7 separate regions of the Mus musculus genome follow, and regions 1, 2, 3, 4, 6 and 7 are each linked to region 5. A link is a contact called in public HiChIP or PLAC-seq, capture Hi-C and promoter capture Hi-C data. All regions are on one chromosome and are shown on one strand. The core of a region is the stretch at or near the end of the contact, and the rest is flanking DNA. Distances in the headings are between cores, read along the strand shown. Region 1 holds the start of Syce2 (synaptonemal complex central element protein 2). Region 2 holds the start of Gcdh (glutaryl-Coenzyme A dehydrogenase). Region 3 holds the start of Pkn1 (protein kinase N1). Region 4 holds the start of Rnaseh2a (ribonuclease H2, large subunit). Region 5 holds the start of Zswim4 (zinc finger SWIM-type containing 4). Region 6 holds the start of Dand5 (DAN domain family member 5, BMP antagonist). Region 7 holds the start of Rad23a (RAD23 homolog A, nucleotide excision repair protein).

Region 1 (3,434 bases), core at 77-2,576, 640 kb before region 5:
ACAGCCAGAGTTACACAGAGAAACCCTGTCTCCAAAAAAAAAAAAAAAGAAAAAAGAAAAAGAAAGAAAAACAAAAACCAAGAGAAAATGAGTCTAAACATGAGGATTCTATGCATCCTGAAATTAAACCTTGTGGATATCAAAAGGAGACTGCCAGTACCCAGAACCAATGTGGGCACCTGTTGTTAGCATTTCCTGTAGGCTCCGCCCAAGAGTTACCTAGCAACAGCCAGGTAAGACCCTGGCTCACAGGTAAGGACTATTTGGCTCTGGTGTCTGTCTCCCCTCCCCTCCTCTCTCTCCATCTTCCCTCTCTCTCCATCTTTCCATTTCCTCCCTCTTTCGCTCTCGCTCTCTATTTTCCTCCACCTCTCCCTTCTCGCCAGTAAACTTCCTCTATATGAGGTCTGTCTCATGGCTGTCCTCACGAGGACACCTAGGCCGGGCCCGCCACGGTGCTCCACTTGTCCTCTGCGGCTTCATAAAACACCAACCTGGAAGGTGTTAAATCACCCGTGGACCAAGGCCCAGGGCAGACCACGTGGAATGACCTACGTGACCAAGGCGGGGCCCCGGAAGGGCAGCTGGGCCTGTCACTCCTCACCTCGGGGCCACTGAGCCGGGCGTCTCCTCGTGGTTCTCACTCTGCCGATGCTCTCCGCTCTCCACAATCGCCGGCGGCTCCTGGTCCTTTAACTCCACGGGAGGCGCGGCCACCTGCGAGCGCAGCCAGCTCTGAGAGGCGGGGTGGGGAAGCTCAAAAGGGACGCGCTAGCAGGGAGGCCCCGGGGTCAGGACCCTCGGGGCCGCAATGGGGGGCGCGCTAACACCTTCCCGCGGAGAGTAGTTAAAAGGAGGCCGAGTGTGGCACACGCCTCGAACCCCTCCTCAGCCTCGGGAGGCGGAGGCAGGCAACCGCTGAGGGTTCGAGGCCCGGCCTGGTCTACACCGTGTGCTGTCTTCGACCAGCTCCTGAAGCGCACCGCACCCCCTCACAGCCTCGTCCACCAGGCCCCACCGTCTCGTTAGTCAGGAAACCTCGCCTCTCCCGGCAAGAGGCGGCTCCAACCGCGGGGAACAGGGCCCGGGTTCGAATGTGTGGAGGAAGTCTCTGTTCCCCGCGGCCCTAAGCCCCGTCGCCCGCCTCCCGCCGCCCGCACACGGGAAACCGCACCGCACTCACTCCGTGGCGCTCCATTCCGTCTTTTCCCGCCTCAGCGCCCTCTGCGCACGCCACGCCCCCTGCACGCCCCGCCCCGAGCACGTGCTGAATGAAACGCGCCCTGGCCCCGCCCCCGCCCCCCCCCCCCCGGGGGCGGCGAACTCGAAGGCCCTCCGAACTGGCTCTGCCTTTTGGGCTATGCTGGTGCTATGTGGTAACAGACGGATTTGTGTTGTATGGACCGGTGGGCGTCTGAGCTCATAATGCGTAGGTGCGGGACTCGGGGTCACCTGTGGCCCTCAAGAGTTTGAGGAATTCACACTGCGTCAGAGTTCCGCCCCTTCGATCTACAGTTTGTGTGGCGGCAGTGTCTTTTTAAGACAGGGTTTCTCAGTGTTTCCCTGACTGTCCTAGAACTAGCTCTGTACATCAGACTGGCCTCAAACTCACACTCTCCTGCCTCTGCGGCTAGAGTGCTGGGATCAAAAGTATGCGCCACTAGTGCCCAGATCAAATTCTTTTGGAACAGGGTTCCACTATGTCCCAGCCTAGGACTCTGTAAACCAGGCTGACCTAGAACTCTGAGATCAGCTTGCCTCTCTGCCTTGGAATTGAAGGCAGGCACCACCTAGGAACAACCTTCATTTTATTTTATTTACATGTTATATATGATTTAAACTACTTTTGGGCACCTTCCAACTAAGGCCAGAAGAGGGCATCAGATCCCCTAGTTATAAGCCTCCTGGCATGGATTTTGAAAACCTAATTCCTGTTCCCTGATGCTCTTCATCGATGAGCTGAATTTTATTTTTGTTTTACGTTTGACCTATTTTGTGCATGCCTATGTGCCATCCACTCCGGGAGTGTGGAAGTCAGAGGACAGCCTGAACGAGTCCACAATCTCCTTCCACCGTGTGGGTCATGGAGATGCAACTCAGGTCATCAGACTAGGCAAGCACCTGTACCCACTGAGCCATCTAGAGGGATCTCTTGTGTTTAAGTGGTTTTTTAATACACATTTTTACGGGTGTGGGTGTTTTGACTGCATATATTTATTTCTATACTACGTGTGTGCATAGTGCCCATAGTGGCCAGAAAAGAGGTTCAGGTCCCCTGAGGCTGGAATTACAATTGTGAGCCACCATATGGGTGCTTAAAATTAGACTTGGTCCTCTGCAGGACAAACCAGTACTTAACCTCTGAGCCATCTTTTCAACCCTTTCTGTTTTTGCTGCTACATCCCTAGCAGCTTGGGGCCTGAAATGCTATGTGAGGGAATGAAGAAAGGACAGACACACAGTGAAACTGGGATCCGGTGGCTTCTCTAATGCTATGGCTGCAACCTGGACCCTCAGCTATTTATTAAATACAGCACAGCTAGTCTTGGTAGGAAGAATCTGGGGGTGAGCAATCCTAGCCTGCAAACACCAGGAGAGGAAGCCAGATCTGCTAGCCTTTGTACACTGGTTGATTATCTGGAAGCCATCATTCTGGAACTCTAGGGAAAGAGTTGCCGTTCCTCCTGAGCCTGGTTCATATAGGTAATTGATTAGACAGGTTTTCCAGGGGTCAATTGGTCTTGGACTCCTGTGCCCAGATTAAGATATACATTCAGGCTGGACTCTACCTACTCAGGGCTCCCTCTGCTTGCTTTCTGTCTCTGTATAGCCCTGGCTGTCCTGGAAGCTCTATAGACCAGGCTAGCCTCAAACTCAGAGATCAGCCTGCCTTTGCCCCATCAAGTGCTGATTCAAGGGGGAGGGGTATACCACCAAACCCAGCTGAAAAACTGGCACTCCTAAAATACATTTCCTTTTATTACTGTAGTGATTAAAAACTAAAACTGTTATAAATGTTGCAAAAATAACTGGCAGATCATAAATTTATTGATAGGAGGCAACAAACTAAGTGTTGCTGGGTGATGGTGGTGCACAGCTTTAATCCCAGTGGTCAGGAGGCAAAACCAGGCCCATCTGAGGCCAGCCTGGTCTACAGAGTGAGTTTCAGGACAGCTAGGGCTACAGAGAGCAACCCTGTCTGGAAAAAATGTGGGTGACATAAACCTATATAATCCAATGTCCTCTTCTGGTATGTCTGTGTCTGAAGGCAGCTACAGTGTACTCACATATATAAAATCTTTAAAAAAAGAAAAAAGACATACAGACAAAATAACTATACACATAAAAATAAATTAAAAAGCAAAACAAAACAATCCAAAACACCACCTAAACACCCAAGAGCCAAAGCTCATCTGAAGTCAGCCCCCAGAAAA
Region 2 (3,588 bases), core at 81-2,580, 660 kb before region 5:
GGCCAGCCTGGTCTACAAAGTGAGTTCCAGGACAGCCAGAGCTACACAGAGAAACCCTGTCTCGAAAAACCAAAAAAAAAAAAAAAAAAAAAAAAAAAAAAAAAAAAAGAAGAAGAAGAAGAAGAAGAAAAGAAAAGAAAAGAAAACAACTGGAGGAATATAGTTTAGTTCAGTGATGCAGTATTTGTTGAGCTTGAGTAGAATGCTAGGTTTGCTTCCTAGCACTTCACACACACACACACACACACCACAAGATACACTTGTAAAGATGACTATCATAGTAGCTTTCACCCACACACAGCTACAAGAGGAGACATAGCCAGTTATTTTATTTTATTTATTTATTTTTTTTGAGACAGGGTTTCTCTGTATAGCTCTGGCTGTCCTGGAACTCAGTCTGTACACCAGGCTGGCCTCAAGCTCAGAAATCCACCTGCCCCTACCTCCCAAGTACTGGGATTAAAGGCGTGTGCCACCACTACCCAGCTACATAGCCAGTTACAAGATAGAAATACAACCCCATAAAATGCGTTACAGGAAAGTCCAAATGACAAGTTGCTGCCCTCAGACTTTGACAACTGAGAAGAGGATCAGAAGAATTTATTACTCACAAGCCCAGAGGAGAAACCTACTGTTGGTCTGAGCAATTGCACAGATGGGTTTCTATAACATTTATAGTTATAACATTATTGCTAAGCCAATAATCTTCATTGGTGCCTTAAACTAAAAACCATAAAAGGGTCGATGTAAGTCTATAAGGGGAAGTCTCTCTGTGTGGTTGGTCAGTCAAGCACTTTTGAGAATCAGATATTGGAGCTATGGTTAGAGCTTTCTCTTTTTGAAGGACAATTGTTAGATGGCTGCTTTGTCAGGATAACCAGTTACTATTTCTCAGGAGAGTTTATACAGTTATGCCCCCCCTTCTTTTCTATTCTTGTCTTAATTTTCTCCAAATCAGTGCATACTCCAATAGAAACTGTAACATCCAAGACACCCAGTTATAACATATTCTAGATTATTCTGCACAACACCCAGAAGGTAGGAGAACCACACAGGTACACAGAAATGCAGTTACTTTGCCACAGAAGATCACATCCTTCCACGAAGTACACACAAAGCAACAAGTTGGGATGGGGCTCACCACCTTTCTCTCTGCAGGCACCCCATTTGCGGATTTCGCAAGGTCTGGCCTCCAGGCGTTCTTATTGAACTTGGGATCCCGCTTCTCAGGCTCTGGGCAACTAGCTAACCAGGAATGGGCGGGGCAGAAATACAGTTGGCCAATCGGGTTTGCACACTTGTTTCCGCCCCTTCCTGGTTCTGCTGTTTAAAGGAGAGACCTGCCTGGGCATGGAAGAACCCGCTTGCAAAACCAGGCAGCTGCCTTGGCTCTTTTAAAAGGCAGAGCCACAGAGGAGGCGGTGTTCTGGGAGGAACCAAGGAGGAACCAATGAGCAACCCCTATTAGGCCTAGTGTGCTGGTCCCGGAGCACAGCCCGCAAGCACCAGGTATGAAGGGTATGGGGTGGGAGAAGGCTGGTCCCCGCTGACGCTCAGCCCTTCCAGGTTATGGTTCCTGCAATGCTCACCGGCTACATGTCCCTGAGAGGAGTCTCCGCGCGGTTGCTGAGCCGCAGGTCCGGCCTGCGCTTCCCGCGTTTTCCACGTACCTGGAGCTCGGCGGCCGCCCACACCGGTCAGTGCAAGGCTCTGGATGGGTGGGCAGGGAGACACAGGACACTTTCTCAGTGTGGCGTTCTCGTCCTTTGTTTGCAGAGAAGACACAGATCCGACCGGCCAAATGTAAGATCACCTACCCACCTATTCCCAGTCCAGCTGTTTCTCTGACCCATGCTAGTCCATGAATGCAAGGACTTCTGGGAAGGGAGGCTGGGTTATCCCCAGGGTCAGAAGTCTAAAGTAGAGGGTATTTGTTTCTACTTGGCTGGAGAGGGGTTGCGCTTGTCAGACTGTTTTGAAGCCAGAATTCACCTGGAGCGAGATGGGGGGCGGGGAATGGGTACAGCTTAAAAATGTGAAAGAGGATAAGGGGTTCTGGCTGACTCGACCCCCATACTCTACCCAGCCTCTCGCCCCGTGTTTGACTGGAAGGACCCACTCATACTGGAGGAGCAGCTGACTGCCGATGAGAAACTGATCAGGGACACCTTCCGTAACTACTGCCAGGAGCGGCTTATGTCTCGAATTCTGCTGGCTAATCGAAATGAAGGTGCCTTGGTGGAAGGGTGGGCATGCTGGGTTTCACAACCATACATGATTTGCATGTGCTGCAGTCCCTGGAGTCAGGGACTCCATGAGACTGAGACAGGGTCTGATTCTGACACCCATCTCTGCAGTTTTTCACAGGGACATTGTGTATGAGATGGGGGAGCTGGGCGTGTTGGGACCCACCATTAAAGGTAAGGACATTTCTGTGTATACTATGCAGCCTATACCCACCTACAACATCTTGAAGGACCATCCCTTTTCCTCAGTCACGCATTTCATCTGTAAAATGGGCAATGGTTATCTCTCCTGAAAACAGCTGTGGGTTTGAGAGGAACAAAGTCCTAACCAGGGCAGCCCCCTGCCCACTTCCAGAAGGGCCATATTACAGCCCTACTCAGTCCCAGGGCTGATCTTTGGCCTTTGGTCTACCCGTTCTTCTTTTGCACCAGGGTATGGCTGTGCTGGTGTGTCGTCGGTGGCCTATGGGCTCCTGACCCGAGAGCTTGAGAGGGTGGACAGTGGCTACAGGTCGATGATGAGTGTTCAGTCCTCCCTTGTCATGCACCCCATCTATACCTATGGGAGCGAGGAACAGCGACAGAAATATCTGCCCGGACTGGGTAAGCAGCTGTTGCCAAGAGGAGGAAAGTCAGATGTCGGTCTGGAATGCAGGTCCCGCCTGGTGTCCCTCCACAGCCTGCCTTCTTTCCTACAGACCACCTGTGTCCATGTCAGGTCCTAGGACTCAGTTGTCTTCCTTGATCTCCTGCCAGCACTGTCGGTTCCTCTCTCCCCCCAACCCTTTGATTTTACCTCTGGTCACCATCATCTCCCCTTGGATTTGTTTTCTAGGCCTCTCACCCCTGTCCAAAGTTTAAAGTCTTAACTGCTAACCAGATCCACGAGGCTCATGAGCGGACCTTTCCTCTACTTCTTTGGCTACTCAGATTTTATTTGTAGATATGGTCTCACTGTGTAGCCCTGTTTGGCTGGGAGCTTTGTAGACCAGTAGCATCAAACTCAAAGGTCTACATGCCTCGGTCTCCCGAGGAGGGACAGCTTGGATTAAAGGCATATACTATCATGCCTATCCTTCTGGCTACTATTCTGATTCTGATTGCTCAGATACTGGGGATTCTCCAGTCACCTTGGTGACAACTGTTCCTCATACCCTCCTTCAAACTGGATGTGGTGGCATACCCCTCTAATCCCAGCAGTCTAGAGGCCAGCTTGGTCTCTGTAGTGAGTTGTTATAGGACAGCCAGGGGTACACAGTGAGACCACCTCAAAACAAACAAACAAGCCAGGTGCCACCACACCTTTAATCCCAGCACTTGGGAGGCAAAGGCAGGCAGATCT
Region 3 (3,567 bases), core at 958-3,457, 540 kb after region 5:
CATAAAATACATTTAAATAAGATTTTAAATGTAATTAATTTAAAAAAAAATAAATGAGCAAAGGGGACCAGCCTTGGGGAAATGTGACAGAAAGACATTTTATTCCAGATCGCAGCCTGTACAAAGACCCTATGGCTGGCAGCAATATGAAAAGACCAGAGTGGCTGGACAGACTACCTTGAAGGCCAAATGAGGCTGAGAAACCTCTTCTACGGCTGCTTCAAAGGCAAGCCCAGACTCTCCAGCACGGAGAAGCAGAACACAGTGATAGGTAACATATCTGGGGCCCAGAGTAGGCTGGAGATCGGCCAGGGATGCCTCAGGGATCTGGTGGGACTTTTATCATTGCTATGTGGAGATTTTACAATACATTCTTTGTCTGTCCCTTTTAAAGCCTAGAGTACAGCTCTGTTCCCAGTCCACCCAAATCCCTAGCAGATTGTGATAAAGACTCACTGAGTAAATGAATGCCGGAAGGTTAAGGAGACTCTGGCTGGATTCCCAAGCCTCATCCCCAGAGGCTGCTCAGAACCTGGCAAGCAGGGCTCTGGGCAAAGCTTTCTCCCTGCCAACTCCCTCCGTGCCCTCCTCATCTGTAAGATGGGTGGGTTCCTTGCCTGATATGCAAGGGACCATGAACATCCTGGCTTTATTATGAAAGCAAGGGGCGTCTCTCTTTTATCAATCTGTAAAAAGGAAGTTAGATGACTAGTGTGGCAAGCTATTTAACTCACTCCACCAACATTTGAGCTATAATGAGGGTGTCAACTTGCTGAAGCAGCGAGTGGCAAGTGACCAAGGGCGGCAGGTGACACAGGACCTGGTGGGCTCCTCCTGGAAATGTCTAGACTTTAGGCTCCGTTGGTATGCGGTTTGGGGAAGAGACTGTAAGGAGGAGGCGGCTGGGGGACAAGGAAGGAAGCCTCTACTGTAGTCTTGAGAGTTCAGTGATGGAGTATTGGGCCTGTTCAGGGCTTAGGAAGATGAGTTTGGGTGCCCCCCCCAAATGATAGGGTGCAGAAGAAAAGCCATCCTGTAAGTCACTCACTGGCCACCACACATTTGGCTTGGCATGTGTGGTACATGCACGTGAACACACTCAATAAATGGTATAAAGATTAAAATAGGAGTTGAAGAGATAGAAGCAATACTACTCTTGTAGAAAACTCAAGTCTGGACCCAGCACCCAGGTGGTGCAGTCCACAAACAGTTTATAACTTCCTTTTAGGGCATCCCATGTCTTCTTCTGACCTCCAGAGGCACCCACACACATGTGCATAACTCACACAAAGAAACACATATATACACATGCAAGAAATTAAATATGAGTCTTTTCTAGCAAATAGTATAAGATTAGTCTTTTGGACAGTAATTAAAATCATTATCTCTCCTACCTTATAGGACTTTTAAGGAGATGTTTTAATCCTCCTCACCCAGTAAAACTTTTGTTTATACAAAGCGCCCCCCCCCCCCCCGCTCCATTCTAGGAAATTGATCGCTTGGAGCAGTGACCCCTTTCCCCTTCAATTTCCTCTGCGCCAATTTTCTCAGACTAGCCAATTGAATAAGACTGCGAGGTCACCTGAGTTAGAATAGAAACCATATGCACTTCCTGTCTTCTCTTTGCTTTTCCGCAGCGCACTGTCTTGATGAAGAGTAAAGTTTGCCTTGTTCGGACATTTCATTTTGAAGGATGGTCTCTTTCTTTGCCACCCCGAAACTTATTCCTAACACACATGAATCAAAATAAAGTCTTTAAAAAAATGAGCTAAAAGTGACAACTGCTGGCATTTATTGTGCACTTGGGATCTATACACTTGCCCTACTCTTCCTCAAGTTTTACAGACATCCTAGTCCTGAGGGGTATTGTGTTCCCCCAAGGCCCAGGACACTGGGATTTGAAGTCAGGCTCTCCCTGTGTTTGCCTCCCGGGAAACGGGAGGGAGGATGCCTCTGTGCAGCTGGGCCGTGTGTGTCGAGGGTGGTGGTGGACGGTGACCATTGCATTCAAAGGGGTTGGAGGCGGGGGACAAGGCCTCTGAGGCTCGCGGTCGCTTAGGCCCGCTCAGAGTCCCCTACGCTACAAGGAGCGCTTGCCGCACCCCACAGCCAACAGGGACCCTATTTCCCCGCTGCAAGCCCCGGGGGCCGCCGGGAGCCCCGCCCCCGCCCCGCCTCCTCCCCAGGCGCGGACCTCGGCGCTCACGTGACCCACCCTGCAGCCGCTGGGGCCGGAGGGCGCAGCTCGGCGGAGGCCTGGCCAGGCCGGGCCGAGCGCAGCAGGCCGGAGCGCGCCGCGCGCCTGGGAGGGTCTGGGCGCCGCGCCTCCCGCCGCACCCGCCCGCGCGCTCGCAAGCCCTTCCTTGGCGCTGGGACCCCTGGCGGGCGGCCGGAGGACATGGCCGGCGACGCCGTACAGGTAGGCGACTTGTCCGCACCCGCGGGGCGGCCAGAAGGCGCGGAGGACCCCAGGCACGGGTAGAGTCCCGGACGAGGTCCCCATCGGGAGCCCGCGCGGGCCCTTGTAGCAGGTGGAGGCGCCGACCGGGTCGGAGGAAGGGGTGCTGTTCGGGATTCTACCCCAGCATCCCCTCCTTTGGCCCTCCCCGAGAGTCAGCGTGTGTAGCGGGGTCCCCACTTCGGTGTCCGAGGCTAGCTGCGGATCCCGGTGCCTGTCGTCCCCACATCCTACTCTGGGTCCTGCAGCGTTCGGTTTCTGTCAGGTGCCGCTTCACCTGGAGCAGGTGCCTGGCACCCTGCCCCGGACCGGAGGAGTGCCCGGCCCGATCCCCTCCCCCGCACAACAAAGCCCGGGCCACCCCCGCCTGCAGACGTCTTTACGATGGTCTTGACGCCACCCAGATGGGCACCTGTTGGAGGAAGTGTCTAAGTCACTTCACTAGGCCTGAGGCCGGGTTCCTCCTTCCGCCTTGTTCCCCATAACCACCCTTCAGGCTGACAGATGGAGCTGTAACCCAGGTGGGGCGTGTCCTGTCACACAGACAGGAAGGATTTTATGTCTGGAAGGTGACAGGGCTGGGTCTCTACTCCCTCGCAACAGACACCTGTGACTGGCATCTGCCAGCCACATGGCCTTCCCTGTGTGACCTGTTGGGCGTTACTGAAGCAGGGTCAGGGTCGGGGTGACTGACTCCCCACTCTAATTCAGTGGCCCAAAATCTGAGATCTTTGTATCTTTGTGGCTCCATTAATTCGTCACCATGCAGTCCATTGTCCTGTGTAACTGGTTCTCATCTCCTTCTACACCTGCCCCCATGTCTCCCCTGTACCCTTCTGTACCCGTCTTCCCCAGTCCTGCTGATGGCCTGCCGGCCTTGCCGAGGAGCTGGGCGTATCTGGTGCTGCCGATCTCACAAGGTCAGACCTCCAGGCTGATGCACCGGTGCCGGCTCCCCTTCAAGCCCACTGAGGGCTGTGCAGGGCTGTCCCAGTACATGCATGTGCTTGGTGTGTCCCGAGTAGGACGCACATGGAGGCTGTGATTCCCAGAATGAGGCTGGACCTACATCTTGGTCCCCGTCCCGTCTTCTCCCTTATGTTCATTCC
Region 4 (3,239 bases), core at 180-2,679, 730 kb before region 5:
CCAGAGTTCCAGGACGGCCAAGGATTCACAGATAAACCCTGTCTTGAAAAATAAAAACAAACAGCAGGAAGAGAAGGAACTGAGGTGGTGGCTGGTTTGAGGTGAGTACTAGGGCCCAAAGTCTGAAGCTTCAGGTTGGCTGGGGAGCAGGCACCTGACTTCAGACACAGGAGCTTTTCCGACAGCCATGGGACAAAGCAGGAAACGCTGGAAGGAGAAAGCCCTGTTGGAGGTTCAGGCCTGTGACTCAGGCACTCCTGAGGCAGGAGAATCAAGAATTCAAGATCAACCCAGGCGATATTTAATAATATTTAAGGCTATGTTTAATTTAATATTTTAGGCTATTTAATGCTACATGAGACCCTGTCTTAAAAAACAAAACAACCCCCCCCCAAAAAAAAAACTTGGTGGCAAGCAGAAGCATGTGATAGAGGAATGATGGGCGTGTGTCTCATTGACCAAGAAGACAATAGAGTGTGCTCGGAGTGGCTAAGGAGTCCGGGAGATGGGAGCTTCCTAAAATAAGGGATAGCAGAAGAGAGGAGGGATGGGGGAAGGGAGGGAAGATACCTGCCTGATGGGTGCAGAGCCTAAACAGGAAGCAGCTGGGGCCCGGCATCTCCCACAGTGGTACAGAAGGCTTTCTTTCAGAAAGATGATAAGGGACAGGTCCTAGAGGCAGCAGTGTCCTGGAGAGCCATTAACTTCAGGAAATGTGAGTCAGAAGGCCTCAGCCTTGTGGAATCTGGGACACTCAGTACTAGGAGCGGAGGTTCTGTGCAGCGTGGTGGGGAGGGAAGGTGGGTGTAGCTCTGTGAGTTCAAGGCCAATTTATGTAGCAAATTCTGGGTCAGCTAGAGAGACACAGTGAGACTCTCCCCCCACTGCCCCCACCCCCCAAACAAATAGAGAGACAGAGACAGATAGCCATTACAAACATGAATGGAGGTAGTAGGAGACCGGGACCCGGTGAGACCAGTGTTCCGCCTGTGCAATGATATTTGATCTTGTAAACCTCCAAAAAATATCAGTTGAGTGAGGGTTGGTAATTCCAGCATAGGAAATGGAGGTAGGAGGATTATGGATAGAAAGTCATCCCAGGCTACATAGTGACTTCAAGGTTGACCAGCCGGGCTTTATTAGTTGTCTCGAAAGAAACAAACCAAACAATCTGCTTAACTACATCTTAATTTCCTCGTTATTTCTCTCTGTACCAGTCACTGAGGGCCAGGCTCCAGCAGCAACGGGGCGGAGCTTGCAAAGTGACCCTGCCCACCCTCCATTACAAACCACGCCCTTGGAGATAGTCCTCAAAGACTACAATTCCCAGGAGAGAAGAGCAGACCAGCGGCGACAGCAGCGCGTGCGTAAACGACCACGCCGGAGGGCGCATCGAGGGCGGATCCTGCGAGCCGATTGGTCAGCATCAAGAGCCACTGCAGTTTTCGCGGAAAACGCGCGCTGGGACCTGCGCTTGCAGTGTTGTTTTCTACAATTGTTGGCTGTCGCAGAGGCAGCATGGATCTCAGCGAGCTGGAGAGGGACAATACGGGTCGTTGTCGTCTGAGTTCTCCTGTACCTGCTGTGTGTCTCAAGGAGCCGTGCGTTCTGGGCGTGGATGAAGCGGGCCGAGGCCCTGTGCTTGGTGCGCTTCCAGGGCCGCGGGCTGGGAGGCGCGTGGGTGAAAGGGGTGCAGTTTTCAGGGAAACCGGAGTGAGGATCATGCTGGGCCTTGGGATCCGGAAGCGATAGTGGGATGGCCTTGGGCCGTGGTGATGATGGCGCAAGGTGGCTTTTACGTACTGTACTCTCTGGTGGGAACCCTGCTCTCAGAACTCTTGACTTGTCCTCTTCCTACCAAGGTCCCATGGTCTACGCCATCTGTTACTGCCCCCTGTCTCGCTTGGCAGATCTGGAGGCCCTGAAAGTGGCAGGTGAGCCTGTGCAGAATGTCTGCACTCTGGGTTCCTGGGTATGTGCAGGGGGGCAGGAGAGATACAGAGGGGAAAGCGGAATCGGGAAACAACCACTTGTCCCCTTTTCTTTTAACTTTCTTCCCAGACTCTAAGACCTTGACAGAGAACGAGCGGGAGAGGCTCTTTGCGAAAATGGAGGAGGATGGAGACTTTGTGGGTTGGGCTTTGGACGTCCTGTCTCCAAACCTGATCTCTACCAGCATGCTTGGGCGGTGAGGCGTCCCTTCATGAGTGGGGGGAAGAGCAACCAACACAGGCAGGCTGCGTCCTGCCTTTGCAATGGTGTGGACTAAACTCTGTCCTTTACCAGAGTCAAGTACAACCTCAACTCCCTGTCACACGATACAGCTGCGGGGCTGATACAGTACGCACTGGACCAGAATGTGAATGTCACTCAGGTGAGCTGTTGGGTTACAGCCCTTTGGTCACCTTCTGATAAAAGGGACTTTAAAAAGTTGAAGTTGGGTCTGTATTAGTGATAGATTGTTAGTCTAGCATGCATGAAGTCCTGCTTCCATCCCAGCACTGCATAAAGTCAGAGTCGTAACACTTAGGAAATGGAGGCAGGAACATGAAGAGTTTATGGCCACCCTTGGATAAAAAGTGAGTTGAGGGCTGGTGAGATGGCTCAGTGGGTAAGAGCACCCGACTGCTCTTCCGAAGGTCCAGAGTTCAAATCCCAGCAACCACATGGTGGCTCACAACCATCCGTAATGAGATCTGACTCCCTCTTCTGGTGTGTCTGAAGACAGTACTTACATATAATAAATAAATAAATCTTTAAAAAAAAAAAAAAAGTGAGTTGAATGTCAGCCCAGGCTACCTCCAGCCTGAACCCTGTTTTTTTTTTGGATCCGTAGCATCCAAAGGTAAAGCCAGGCAAAGCAACAGAAACCTGTCACCTCAGTGCTAGGAGTGAGGGGACAGGAAGATCATGGGTCTGGATAGCTGACCAGTCCACCAGCTGAATTGTTGGGTTCCAGGGTTAGTGCAAGACCTTGTCTCCAAAAAAAAAAAAAGTGGGTCTAGAAAGATGAGAGCTTTGGTCTGCTTGCCTGTCTCTGTGTCTCTGTCTCTGTCTGTCTGTCTTTCTTTCTTTCTTTCTTTCTTTCTTTCTTTCTTTCTTTTCTTGCTCCAGAGCACCTGGGTTGGATTCGCAGCATCCACTGGGTGACTCAGAACAGCCTTACCTCCTGTTCTAGGACATCCTATTGCCTCTTCTGGTCTCCTCAAGTAATACACCCGTACACACAAGTAATACGC
Region 5 (3,795 bases), core at 748-3,247:
CCAAAAATATCATAACAGTAGCAAAATTAGAGTTATTAAGTAGCAACAAAAATAATTCATGGTGTTGGGGGGGTCACCACAACATGAACTGTATTAAAGGCCCACAGCATTAGGAAAGTGAATAGCTGCTGCATTAACTCAACTCATCTTACCCTAAAAAGCCTAAAAACAACAATACAAAACAAATAAACAGAAAATGTGGTACATTTACGCAATGGAGCACTACTCAGCTATTAAAAACAATGAATTTATGAAATTCTTAGACAAATGGATGGATCTGGAGAATATCATCCTAAGTGAGGTAACCCAATCACAAAAAAAAAAAAAAAAAAAAAAAAAAAAAAAAAAAACCCACACATGGGCTGGGCATGGTGGTGCACACCTTTAATCCCAGCACTCAGGAGGCAGAGGCAGGCAGATTTCTGAGTTTGAGGCCAGTCTCGTCTACAAATTGAGTTCCAGAACAGCCAGGGCTATACAGAGAAACCCTGTCTCGAAAAACAAAAACAAAAACAAAAACAAAATGGAAATAAAGAAACAAAGAAAACTAAGACATCACTGCTGTTATTGAGACAGGGTCCCGCCGGGGATGTAAGATTCCCTTGGAGTTGGAGTCACAGCGATCATGTGCCATGTAGGTTCCAGGAATCAAACTCAAGTCTTCTGGGATCCATTGACCGGTGCTCTTAACCTCTGAGCCATCTCTCCAGTTCCTCCATTGTGTTCTTCCCCCTACAAAAGAGCCCCACTTGAGCAGCCCTGTTTCAAGGGTTCACAGGCTACTTATGAGTGACTGTTAGTTGCCACGGTGGGGAGGGGTCTGTCCAAAAGCAACCAGTGGGCTAGTCGGCTTCTGTGGACCAGGTTGGGTTTTTCCTGCTTTGAGGATCCTAAACACTAAATGGGATCACAGCTATGTTGGCAGGTTTTAGTCTGAACTGCTACTGTACGCTGGGCGCTGTTCCACGTGCTGACTTGTCTCCCCATGGACGTACACTTGATCCTTGGAGCTCAGAGTTCAGAGAGACATTTAACAACCCCCCTACCCTGGTATCTCAAAGAGCTCTAAAGGATGAGGCAAGAGGATCTCCAATCAGACTAACCAGGGTTACATAATGAGAGAAGGGGGGGGGGGGTTCAGAGGTAGTGCAGGGTGGTGGGCCATCTAATCCTGGACTAGATGAATAAATGATGCTGGAGAGGCCGCGACGGTAGGAAAACGCAAGGTTCTCTTAGGTCATGGGGGTGGGGTGTGGAAAAATGACGAAGATGGTGAGTGGCTTCCGCACTGTGGAAAATATAAGCTGAGTCAGGGGGAAAAAACGATTCGAAGTGGGGGATTTGACATGCATTAAGTCCAATCTAATGAAACTAACACTCTCATGGGTCGAAATGGGCAATTTCATGTTCATTCCACAGACGTAGAAAGGATTGGGGTGTCTTAGCTCGCAGCTCAAGAGGAACTCGTAAAGTTAACAGCCCACAGCGAGCGCATTGCTAGGAAGGACTGTGCTGGCCCGGGTCGGCTCTTAGAGCATCCAAACTGTACCAGTGGCCCAGAGAGGTTATTGAGTTTCTAGGGTCATTACAGCTCAGAGAGAGTCAACCCCGGCCGGGAGGCGGCCGGAAGCGACCCTCCGTAAACAAAGCCGTGTGTAGGCGCAGCCCCAGCCGCCAGGCTAGAGGGCCGGCCCAAAGGGGCGGAGAAGGAATGTTGTGAATGAACGTGAGACCTCCCCGAAACTCCTCACAAGGCCAAGCCGTGGGGTTCCCTCATTTTGATTGGCTCATACCGCCCCGTGATGGACAGCGACTCTTCTTGCGACCTCTTATTGGATGGCACAGAAAAGACGGACGTGGAGATTGTCGAATGAACAGCGGCATCTTGGAGGCGGGTCTTTGAGGACAGCCAATAGAAAGGGAGAAATAGGGCGGTGGGGGCGGGGCCTCGTCTGAGGAGGCAGCGGCTGCTAAGACGGCTTCATTGTTGTGAAGAGTCTTAAAGGGGCCGCGTCGTCCGGCCGGCTCGGCCGGATGGAGCCCCCGGCGGCCAAGCGCAGCCGGGGCTGCCCCGCGGGGGACGAGCCCGGGACCGGGGCCCGTCGCAGTCGCCCCGAGCCGTTGTTGGACCTTAGCGCCAAGCGGGTGGCCGAGAGCTGGGCCTTCGAGCAGGTAAGGCCCCGGCCTGCCCCAGGCCTCACACCTCGCCCCCTCCCCAGCAGCCAGCCCCCCACACCGCCACCCCGGGCCCCGCACCCCGAGCCTCTCTGCCCGCGACCCTCCGGGTCTCTATTCTGACCTCTTTTCTTCCTCAAGAGACACACCAGCCCAGAGACCCACACTGCCCCACTCCTGCCGTAGGGTTTCCCTGTCCCACCCTCCAGGAAGAAGACCCCCGTCTCTGCAGGGCCTATACATGACACCCCTGTATCCCTTTGCTCCAGCCTCCAGAGCCCACCAGTCCTCTCCAGATCCCCGACTGTGGGACAAGAGGCAGGGTCACTGAGGGAAGGGCTCTGTGCCCCTCCTCCCCCCTTCCCCCTCCCTCCAGCTATTCCAGAGCCAAGATTGGGATACAGAGGCAGAGAGGCTCCTGGAACCCCTACTCTGTGACTTGTGGAGTGGTGTCCCGAGAAAAAATTCCCCTCTCTCTGTCTAAGGGTCCCCCAAGAAGATGGGAAGGGTCCGAGGCTCCTCTCAGTCCCATACAGCTGTCTTTCAGTCTGACTTTGAGTGTTCTTGGCCTCACAACTCTTCCTGAGTTAGGATGGATGGGTTTGGACTGACCGTGGACTGAGCAGGCTCTGATTCATGACCGGAAAATCCCTCCTTAGTCATCTGCCAACTGTCAGGAGCCGAATCACTGACTCCCCCTTCTCTCGTAGAAACCTTGGGTAGGGCCTCCGTGCTGTTCACCCTATGTGACATGCACAGAAGAACCGTAAAACTGTCTTCAGGACTCTCACAGATCTGCCTTGGCCCAGCCAGGTGCTAAGAGAACTCTGGGCAGGTTCTGGAGCCCTTGTGGAGTTGTTCTCACTTTGAGGAAACTGGGGCACAGAGACGTTGAGAAACTTGCCCAAGGTCACCCAGCCAGTCACTAGCCAACTCAGATTGGAACACAGCCTCGAATGCTGGCTCCATTCCTTGGAGTCTACAGGGGATGGCAGGTCAGCCCTTCCCTCCTAGAGAAGGGGCTTTTTTTTTTTTCCTCAGGGGAGGAACAGGGGAAGAAATACCCAGGGTGGAACTGATGTTGGGAGTCTGAACAATTTGGTTTAGGGATCCTGAAGAGCTGACTTCATCTCTGATGTAGTAATGCTGACCCCTTCAGGTTCTCAAGCTGTCATGCCAGCTTCCTCAGGCTCGTTCTGAGGCTGTGACACTGACCCAGTGCTATGGTTTCAGCATCTTGTGTCCCTGTGAAGATGCCATCTCCATAAGGGGCTGAGCAGAGGGAAGGCTAGGAACCCACGTCCTCGGTCTTTCTCACACGTGTATCTAACTTCTTCTTGTCCTGCACAAAGCCTGGGCTGAGGAGGGTTTTACCCCAGACCCCTGCGACCTGCCAGTAAGAGCTTCTAGAATGTTAACTATGAGCCAGGCACTGTTGTAAATAAATATGATTGTATTGGAACCTATTTTGTTCCTGGGAGTTTCATTGTATCATCCAAGCTGGTGTTGAACTAGTTGACACAAGTATAGCCTCCCAAGTTGTTGGGACTTCAAGGTGTACCACCATTCGTGGCTCACTTATATATATTTTATCTTCCCAATCTCCATAGGATGGTTGAT
Region 6 (3,649 bases), core at 1,125-3,624, 590 kb before region 5:
GGTTTACAGAGTGAGTTCCAGGACAGCCAGGGCTACACAGAGAAACCCTGTCTCGGAAAACCAAAAAAAAAAAAAAAAGAAAGAAAGAAAGAAAGTCTCATGAGCACATGTACCTTCAGCCTGGGGGTACAGGGACCTTCTCTGGCCTTCGAGATAAACTGTATCCATGTGGCAGACACACTTGCAACATAATAAAAGTGAATCCTCAAGGATTGCTTTAGACCTTGAAGCTCAGTCTTTGGTTGTTGTTTGGTTGGCTGCTTACCGTAAATGTCAGCCTCGTACCACAGAGTACTGAAAGCTTCAAATGCATGTCCATAAACATGCTTTTCTGGGAAATTCAAATATTTTTTATTTATTTTTATGTTCTTGAGACAAGGTTTCGCTGCTTATCCCTGGCTGCCCTGGAGCCAGGCTGGCCTTGAACTCAGAGAGATCTACCTGTCTCTGCCTCCCAAGTGCTGGCCAGCTTGTAAAAGTCAAATATGCAGCTATGTCTACATAAAGAGACCCTGTCTTTTTTTTTTTTATTTTTAAAAAGATTTATTATTTTATATATGTAAGTACACTGTCACTGTCTTCAGACACACCAGAAGAGGACACTGGATCCCATTACAGCTGTTTGTGATGGTTGTGAGGAGACCCTGTCTTAAAAAACTAAAACTTAAATATATATGTGTATATATGTGTGTGTGTGTGTGTGTGTGTGTGTGTGTGTGTGTATATCGCAGAAACCTAATGTGCCAGGTATGTTTAAACACTTGCATTAGATAGCCTCACTTGGTTACCAAGTCCTCAGATTGGAGTTGGTTGAATCCTTGAAATCACTATTTGTGGGTACAGAAGGCTCTCTGTGTGGCTGCAAGGTATTGTGGGACTCTGCCTGAGAAGTTTGGAAATTTCTGTGAAACTCTGGCTAGAGTGAGAAACAGGGGCAAGGATGGGTAGGCGAGGTTGAGAAAATGATGGAGAGATCCCCGTGCAGGATTTGGTGGGATTTGGAAAGGTCTTTAGCCTGCTCCAGAAGGGAGATGGGCACCTTGGAGGGATGTAAGCCAAGGGCCTTGACCTGACTGAAGTGCTCTCAGGTGTCTCCTGGCAGCCACGTGGAGCAAAGGAGAAAGTGGGAGGTGAGGTGAGTGCGCTCATCCAAAAAGAAGTGAGGTGGAAGTGAGAAGTGGGGGATTCTGGCAGAGAAAACGTCAAGGCCGCTGCAATGCTTGGGCTGCAGCCTTTGTCGGTATAGGACTGGAGTTGGCTGGAGGTTCTTCAGAAAGGATGTTTGAGGAACAGCAGGCTGGAAGCTAGTGTCCCAGGGTGTAGCGGCCGCTAGATGGCGAGCGCGCCGCGGGAAGGACCCAGGCAGCAGCTTCTCACGCTCCTGCCGCCATGCCTTGCTCCTCCTCACCTGGGTGTGAGATGCACCGACAAGGGCCGTGTCCGACCCCCACAGGCGCCTTGAGAACCCAAAGTCTGGGATGCAATCTCACGTCTTCTGTGTACTTCCCACCACTCTGTTCCCATCGCTTGTATCAGCATCTCAGGTCTCTGCAAAAGTGTCACCTTCTTGGGGGTGGGGGTGGGGGGGGGTCTTCCCTGACGGCCCAGGTATCAGAAACCGGTACCTTGATCCCTCTGAAATTCATTTCATCCTATTGTTTTATTTTTCCTTTGGAACAAGATCGCTCTTTAGCCAAGGCTGCCCTTAAACTCTGGATCCTCCTGCCGGTGCTTTTTATGTGCTGGGATGACAGATATGGGAGTTGTGGCCCATACCTGCAGTCTCTGTACTCAGGAGACTGAAGTGGATGAAGCTCAAGATAATGGCCAATCTGAGCTACATAATACAGAGGTCTTGTCTCCACCCCACCCAGTAATACAGTAGTAGCAGTCAGGTTAATTCATTGTCGTTTGGGTACAGGAGTGCTGCAGAGCTGTTTATAATTCATAAAGGTTTCTTCCTCAGAACAGGGGGAAAAAGTTATGGGTTCATGAGACAAATGAGCATGAGTATGTGTGTTTCAGGTCTCTCTGAGTCCTCAACACAACCTCTGAGGTTGTATCTGATGCTGTTGCCAGTATCCTGTTACAGAGAAGGGATGAAGCCCAAGGTGGTTAATGACCTTGCATGAAGGTGCACAGCCAAGAAACTTCAGGGCAGCACCGAAGGGTGTGATGTCACTAAGTGGATGAATAGGGGTCTGAGGGTTCAAAAGACCCCTTAGCTGCTGTCCCCTGGGCCTGCCTACCTTGATTCTCATGGTCCCCATGGAGCAGGCTCAGCCCCCCCAGGGACTCTCAGCAGGCTGGGAGGAGCTGTGGGATTGGCCAGGTCAGCTTCCCTTCCTTCCCTGCTGTGAGCTCCCAGAAAACAACTCTCAAGCTGCTCTCCAGGGAACAGTGATAAAAAGCAGACCTCTGAGGGCCCGCACTCCACACACTAGACAGCAGGGCCCACTGCGAAGGACCCTGAGCCCATTTTAAGACAAACAGACAAACGACTGCACAGCCAAGTGATGTTCCGTAGCCAGTTCACCACGCTGCTGGGTCTGTTCAGTGGGGCCTGGCTACCCACAGGCTCAGGGAGGCCTGGGGCCCCAGCGACCCCTGTTCAGTCCGGGACTGCTATCAATCAGAGCTGGACTCTGGATCCCCTGGTGCCCATCTCTGCCCTGGGTAGCTGGGAGGCCTTCCTGGGCCTGCAGAACAAACAGCAGGGGACAGGTGAGCTGCAGGGAGGAGGGCAGAGAGTAGCTGCTGGTGTGCCTTTGCCCTTGGCTCCTCAAGAAGTGCTTCAGGAGACTTGTAAAGCTCTGTCCTTTGTTCAGGTGAGTCTGTAGTGGTGGTGGTTGTGTCCATGGTGGTGGTGGTGGTGTCATCTTTGGTAATGATGGGGTCTGTGGTGGTAGCAGTAGTGGGGGGCACTCTCAGCAGTGTTCAGAGCACAGGTCCTATGGCCAGGCAGATTTGCAATTAAGTCTCAAGTCCTGAAGCTAAGTGCCTATAAACTTTAGGTTTCTTCCTTATCAAACAGGGCAAGTGGTTTTCCACTTCTGCCACTGTGGTTGCCTTTGTTTTCATTTCTCAAGTCTGATTTTTTTCTTTGTTGTTTTTTTTTGTTTGTTTTTGTTTGTTTTGTTTTTGAGACAGGAATTCCTGCAGCCCACCCTGACTTCTATGTAACTAAAGTGCTCTCAGGGCTGAAACTATGTAGCTAAAAAGGATTTTAAGATTCCACTTCTCGCACATGCCTTTAATCCCAGCACTCCTCTGCATACACACATACTCATGTGCCCACAGATATGTGCCATTACCTAGCAGTGGTGGCACATGCTTTTAATCCAAGCACTTGGGAGGCAGAGGCAGGCGGATTTCTGAGTTCAAGGCCAGCCTGGTCTACAAAGTGAGTTTCAGGACAGCCAGGGCTACAGAGAAACCCTGTCTCGAAAAACCAAAAATAAATAAATAAATAATTCCACTTCTCTTAGCCTGGTCCACCGAGTGAGTTCCAGGGCAGCCAGGGTGGCACAGAGAATCTTTGTCTGGAAAACCAACACAAACAAAGGAAGACAGCAACGACAGAAGATCCCACCCCTGACCTCACCTTCTGTGTGCAGCCGCACCTGGTTTACAGAACCTAGGGCTTCAT
Region 7 (3,306 bases), core at 140-2,639, 600 kb before region 5:
CCTTTCTCAGGTGCGGGTGACGTATGTTTCAGCTACTGGAGTTTGCAGAGTCTCAGAAATGTCATTTATATGTATCCCATAGTCTCTAAATGGGAGAGTAGCCATCAGGTCTTGATCCTAAACTCATAGACGTGTAAGTTTTGATTCTAGCACAGACCTCATTGACAGACTGACTAGAATTTAGTGAATTCAAATATTAGCCATCTTGGTTAAAAGTGGGATGGATCTGTTGGACTGACACCTAGGAAAGCTGAGCAAAGTTCACAGTAGTGGGGTGCATGCTGGTAGATAATAGTCAAAGGGACTGACTGAGCTCAGGGACAGTGATCTACTTTCCCCAAGGGCCCATGGTTCTAGGACTGAGCTGATAAAGATAGATTCCAGGATTGGGTTATGTAGTTCAGTTGGACACTTAGCTAGCATGGCCTGGGTTCCATCCCCACCACAAGGAAAAGAAGAGACTCATTGTTGAGTCTCAAGGCTGCCTTTTATACTCTAGTGTAGTAGGTTGAAGAATGGGCAGGAGGAAGCCTGTGTTCTTCACAAGAAAGTTGTGATCTAGCTTTCAATTCTGGAGTCTAGACTCAAGTGAAGGGAGGGAGGCAGGCCTTGGTTAATTGCCTGATCATTGGTGTGGATAGAAACACTGGGCAAAGCAAGCATCTAAGAGGATGGTGATGTTAGTTCTGTTTGAGAGTCCCTTAAATCACCCTGATGAACTGCCCTATCCTGAGTCTGACATTTTCATTACTTTTTGGTATGTGAGGGTGGTCTAAAGCTTCATGAATACTACCCCTTCCCCCCACGAAAAATGTAGGTACCTTAAGAGTTGGTGTAAGTAAGGAAAATTTATGGAGGGGAGAATTACATATTTAATATAAAAGAACCTTGAAAATGTTTGGATGAATAGGTAGGTCATTGCAGGATTACAAAGATGTGGGGAACTCATGAACTAGAAGTGTAAATTTATTCCAAAAATTAAGATGGTCCTTGAAAATGGGGTCACATAGTTGCCCTCCTCTACATTGATTGATGGTAACTTCTAGGCAGTCCTCTGCTAAGATTCCTTTTATTTTGACCAGATCCAAATTGGGTCACTTGAAATAGGCAGAATGTATGAAAAATAACTTAGGAGCAGAAATCTACAACAAACACCTTAAAAACTTTAAAAGTCCTTAGGAGCCATTTTGTGGGTATAATGACATCACTGTTAGCAGAAATGATGTCACCAAGACAGCGGAATGCTGGTGCACACAGCAAAAGCTCACAAAGCTAAGATTGCGCATGTCTAAGGTAAGGTGCAGCCGCGCATGCTCTAGAGGTCGAGGAGGGTGTCACCGGCGCTGACGATCGGCGGGCGCTGCACACTTGCCCCGGAAGTGCTTGGCGCGGCGCGGCTGGGCGCTAAGATGGCGGCGGCGTGAGTTGCATGTAGTACGAGGATCCCGGGGCTGCCGCATTGCTCCGGCCCCGCCATGGCCGTCACCATCACCCTTAAAACGTTGCAGCAGCAGACCTTCAAGATCCGCATGGAACCTGACGAGACGGTGCGGGCCGGAGCCCGGGGGCGGGAGCGACCGGGTGCCGGGGTGGGTGGGGGCAGGGATGCCGGGATCCAACGGGAGGGGCGGAGAGGACGCCGTGGCCAGGCCCTGCCCTCCCCCAGCAGCCCGACCTCCTCGGATCCCCCCGATCGGCCCTGCCCTGCCCCGGCGGCTCGGGCGCTGTTCCCGGGCCAGTCCCTGGGAGTTCCCAGGTCTGGCTCCCGTGTCAGCTGCGGGCTCCGCGTTCCCAGCCTGCAAGCTGCTCAGGTGGCACAGTTTGCCCTCAGTGCCAACGAGGTGCCGACTGGTGACTACAATGATGATAATAATAAATGGTCTTAATCTTAATAGTTTTGGTGGTCCGTCTTTGTTGGCCGTTTATTCTTTACCAGTTTATTCTTTACCAGAGTATTAGTGTCATCTTGCTGAGTCTGCAAAACAGTGTTGTCGTTTGGGGACTCCTGACTTTCCCCTTTTGACAACCACGGAGTTAAGGAACTTTGCCACGGTCACAGCCAATAATGACAGTGACAAGATTTTTTTTTTTCTCCATTTCACATAACAGCAGCCTAAACATGCTGTATGAACTTTTGTTTGGTTTTGCTTTTTGAGAGTGGAGTCTAGTCTTGTTCTTCTGGGCTCATGTGAACCTTCTTTACTTAACCTCCAAGTAACTGATATTGCTGTCTTGGGCCACCTCCCCTAAACCTTCTCAAAACATAGGTTGAAGCCATTGGTGTACCCTCAGTGAAGTCTAAGCTTGGTAGTCATGTTCATAATCTCTGAGCAGAGATTACCTGGAGTTCTAGGCCAGCCTGGGCTATGATGTTTTAGGCAAGCCTGGAGTTGAGTACAGAATAAAATCCTGTTCCAAAAATGGAGGGAAGAAAGATGACCTCAGTAAGTACAGAAAAGTTACTGTTTGAGGCCAGCGATGGATACACCGTTTCATTTTCTTATTACTGTTTCCCCTCCTAACCACATCCCATTGGAAATACAAGTTTGCTTTTCTTCTCACATCAGTGTCTTCTTCATGAGAACACTGACTTGTGTTTGTTCTGTTCCACAGGCCTCTGTAAAACAAGTTGTAAAACAGGTTGGGGATGGAGCTTTTGAATATACAAGGCCTGAGCTAGGGGTCTGTCCCCAAACCACCACTACCATTACACACACACACATATACACACACGGTGAACAGTTCCCGTGTCTGGCATGTAATAGACTGCTGTCAGCTCGATAGATTGAATAGGAATCTCATAGGATTGAAAGCAAAGCTTTTTCTCTAAACAAAAGGGAAGAAGAAGGGAACCTAAGGGTTCGTGATGGTCATTGTATTCTATTTGAAATGGTCTCACTATATAGTCCTGGCTAGCCTGGAACTTAAAGAGATCCACTTGTCTCTCCTAAGTGCTGGGATTATAAGTGTGCACAACTATGCCTGGATTTCACTGAGGGTGTCTTGGTGTGTTAGTGCTATTTATAAATGCACGCACACTGTACTATTAAACTTCTGTGTTTAATACCTGTACTCCTTACTCTAGGTAAAGGTGCTGAAGGAGAAGATAGAAGCTGAGAAGGGTAGAGATGCTTTCCCCGTGGCTGGACAGAAACTCATCTATGCTGGCAAGATCTTGAGTGACGATGTTCCCATCAAGGAATACCATATAGATGAGAAGAACTTTGTGGTTGTCATGGTGACCAAGGTGGGGAGATTAGCTGGGATGCTGGCAAAGAGCTTGTATGCCCAGGAGAGATTAGCCTT

What was found. HiChIP or PLAC-seq counts read pairs in DNA pulled down with a chosen protein or histone mark. Capture Hi-C pulls out chosen DNA fragments and counts their contacts.
Region 1: a contact with region 5 is called in a FOXA1 HiChIP or PLAC-seq map of pancreatic cancer cells. The contact joins the promoter of Syce2 here to the promoter of Zswim4 in region 5. A contact is called at or near these places in 2 of 39 promoter capture datasets (the C10 cell line and embryonic stem cells) and 2 of 115 datasets of contacts at active chromatin or transcription factors (embryonic forebrain and pancreatic cancer cells).
Region 2: a contact with region 5 is called in an H3K4me3 HiChIP or PLAC-seq map of bone marrow-derived macrophages, with 4 times the contacts expected there. The contact joins the promoter of Gcdh here to the promoter of Zswim4 in region 5. A contact is called at or near these places in 2 of 115 datasets of contacts at active chromatin or transcription factors (astrocytes and bone marrow-derived macrophages) and 2 of 9 other capture datasets (adipose tissue and liver).
Region 3: a promoter capture Hi-C map of liver shows a contact between it and region 5, with 2.9 times the contacts expected there. The contact joins the promoter of Pkn1 here to the promoter of Zswim4 in region 5. A contact is called at or near these places in 3 of 115 datasets of contacts at active chromatin or transcription factors (effector CD8 T cells, large pre-B cells and thymic regulatory T cells) and 1 of 9 other capture datasets (liver).
Region 4: a promoter capture Hi-C map of liver shows a contact between it and region 5. The contact joins the promoter of Rnaseh2a here to the promoter of Zswim4 in region 5. A contact is called at or near these places in 1 of 39 promoter capture datasets (embryonic stem cells), 7 of 115 datasets of contacts at active chromatin or transcription factors (astrocytes, bone marrow-derived dendritic cells, bone marrow-derived macrophages and 4 more) and 2 of 9 other capture datasets (adipose tissue and liver).
Region 6: a capture Hi-C map of embryonic stem cells shows a contact between it and region 5, with 3 times the contacts expected there. The contact joins the promoter of Dand5 here to the promoter of Zswim4 in region 5. A contact is called at or near these places in 3 of 39 promoter capture datasets (the C10 cell line, embryonic stem cells and erythroid cells), 1 of 484 Hi-C or Micro-C datasets (myocytes), 5 of 115 datasets of contacts at active chromatin or transcription factors (astrocytes, bone marrow-derived macrophages, embryonic midbrain and 2 more) and 4 of 9 other capture datasets (adipose tissue, embryonic stem cells, liver and 1 more).
Region 7: a promoter capture Hi-C map of liver shows a contact between it and region 5, with 4 times the contacts expected there. The contact joins the promoter of Rad23a here to the promoter of Zswim4 in region 5. A contact is called at or near these places in 4 of 39 promoter capture datasets (the C10 cell line, embryonic stem cells, erythroid cells and 1 more), 1 of 484 Hi-C or Micro-C datasets (CD4 T cells), 8 of 115 datasets of contacts at active chromatin or transcription factors (bone marrow-derived dendritic cells, bone marrow-derived macrophages, effector CD8 T cells and 5 more) and 4 of 9 other capture datasets (adipose tissue, embryonic stem cells, liver and 1 more).

What each region holds. Positions count from the first base shown.
Region 1 is chr8:84,870,003-84,873,436 of GRCm38.p6, reverse strand. It overlaps Syce2 (synaptonemal complex central element protein 2), which reads right to left and starts at 1,326. Exons shown (of 5, transcript NM_027954.3): 1 at 1,184-1,326; 2 at 605-717. The coding sequence starts at 1,198.
Region 2 is chr8:84,891,663-84,895,250 of GRCm38.p6, reverse strand. Gcdh (glutaryl-Coenzyme A dehydrogenase) reads left to right here and starts at 1,330. Exons shown (of 12, transcript NM_001044744.1): 1 at 1,330-1,509; 2 at 1,567-1,696; 3 at 1,777-1,803; 4 at 2,087-2,230; 5 at 2,358-2,420; 6 at 2,679-2,849. The coding sequence starts at 1,570. It overlaps Gm39213 (predicted gene, 39213), which reads right to left and starts at 1,243. Exons shown (of 3, transcript NR_168730.1): 1 at 1,145-1,243.
Region 3 is chr8:83,697,819-83,701,385 of GRCm38.p6, reverse strand. Pkn1 (protein kinase N1) reads left to right here and starts at 2,207. Exons shown (of 22, transcript NM_177262.4): 1 at 2,207-2,419. The coding sequence starts at 2,399.
Region 4 is chr8:84,964,266-84,967,504 of GRCm38.p6, reverse strand. It overlaps Rnaseh2a (ribonuclease H2, large subunit), which reads left to right and starts at 1,429. Exons shown (of 8, transcript NM_027187.4): 1 at 1,429-1,645; 2 at 1,863-1,934; 3 at 2,062-2,188; 4 at 2,287-2,374. The coding sequence starts at 1,519.
Region 5 is chr8:84,235,244-84,239,038 of GRCm38.p6, reverse strand. Zswim4 (zinc finger SWIM-type containing 4) reads left to right here and starts at 1,997. Exons shown (of 14, transcript NM_172503.3): 1 at 1,997-2,172. The coding sequence starts at 2,035.
Region 6 is chr8:84,821,548-84,825,196 of GRCm38.p6, reverse strand. It overlaps Dand5 (DAN domain family member 5, BMP antagonist), which reads left to right and starts at 2,374. Exons shown (of 2, transcript NM_201227.3): 1 at 2,374-2,828. The coding sequence starts at 2,517.
Region 7 is chr8:84,838,735-84,842,040 of GRCm38.p6, reverse strand. Rad23a (RAD23 homolog A, nucleotide excision repair protein) reads left to right here and starts at 1,389. Exons shown (of 9, transcript NM_001297606.2): 1 at 1,389-1,547; 2 at 3,086-3,247. The coding sequence starts at 1,476.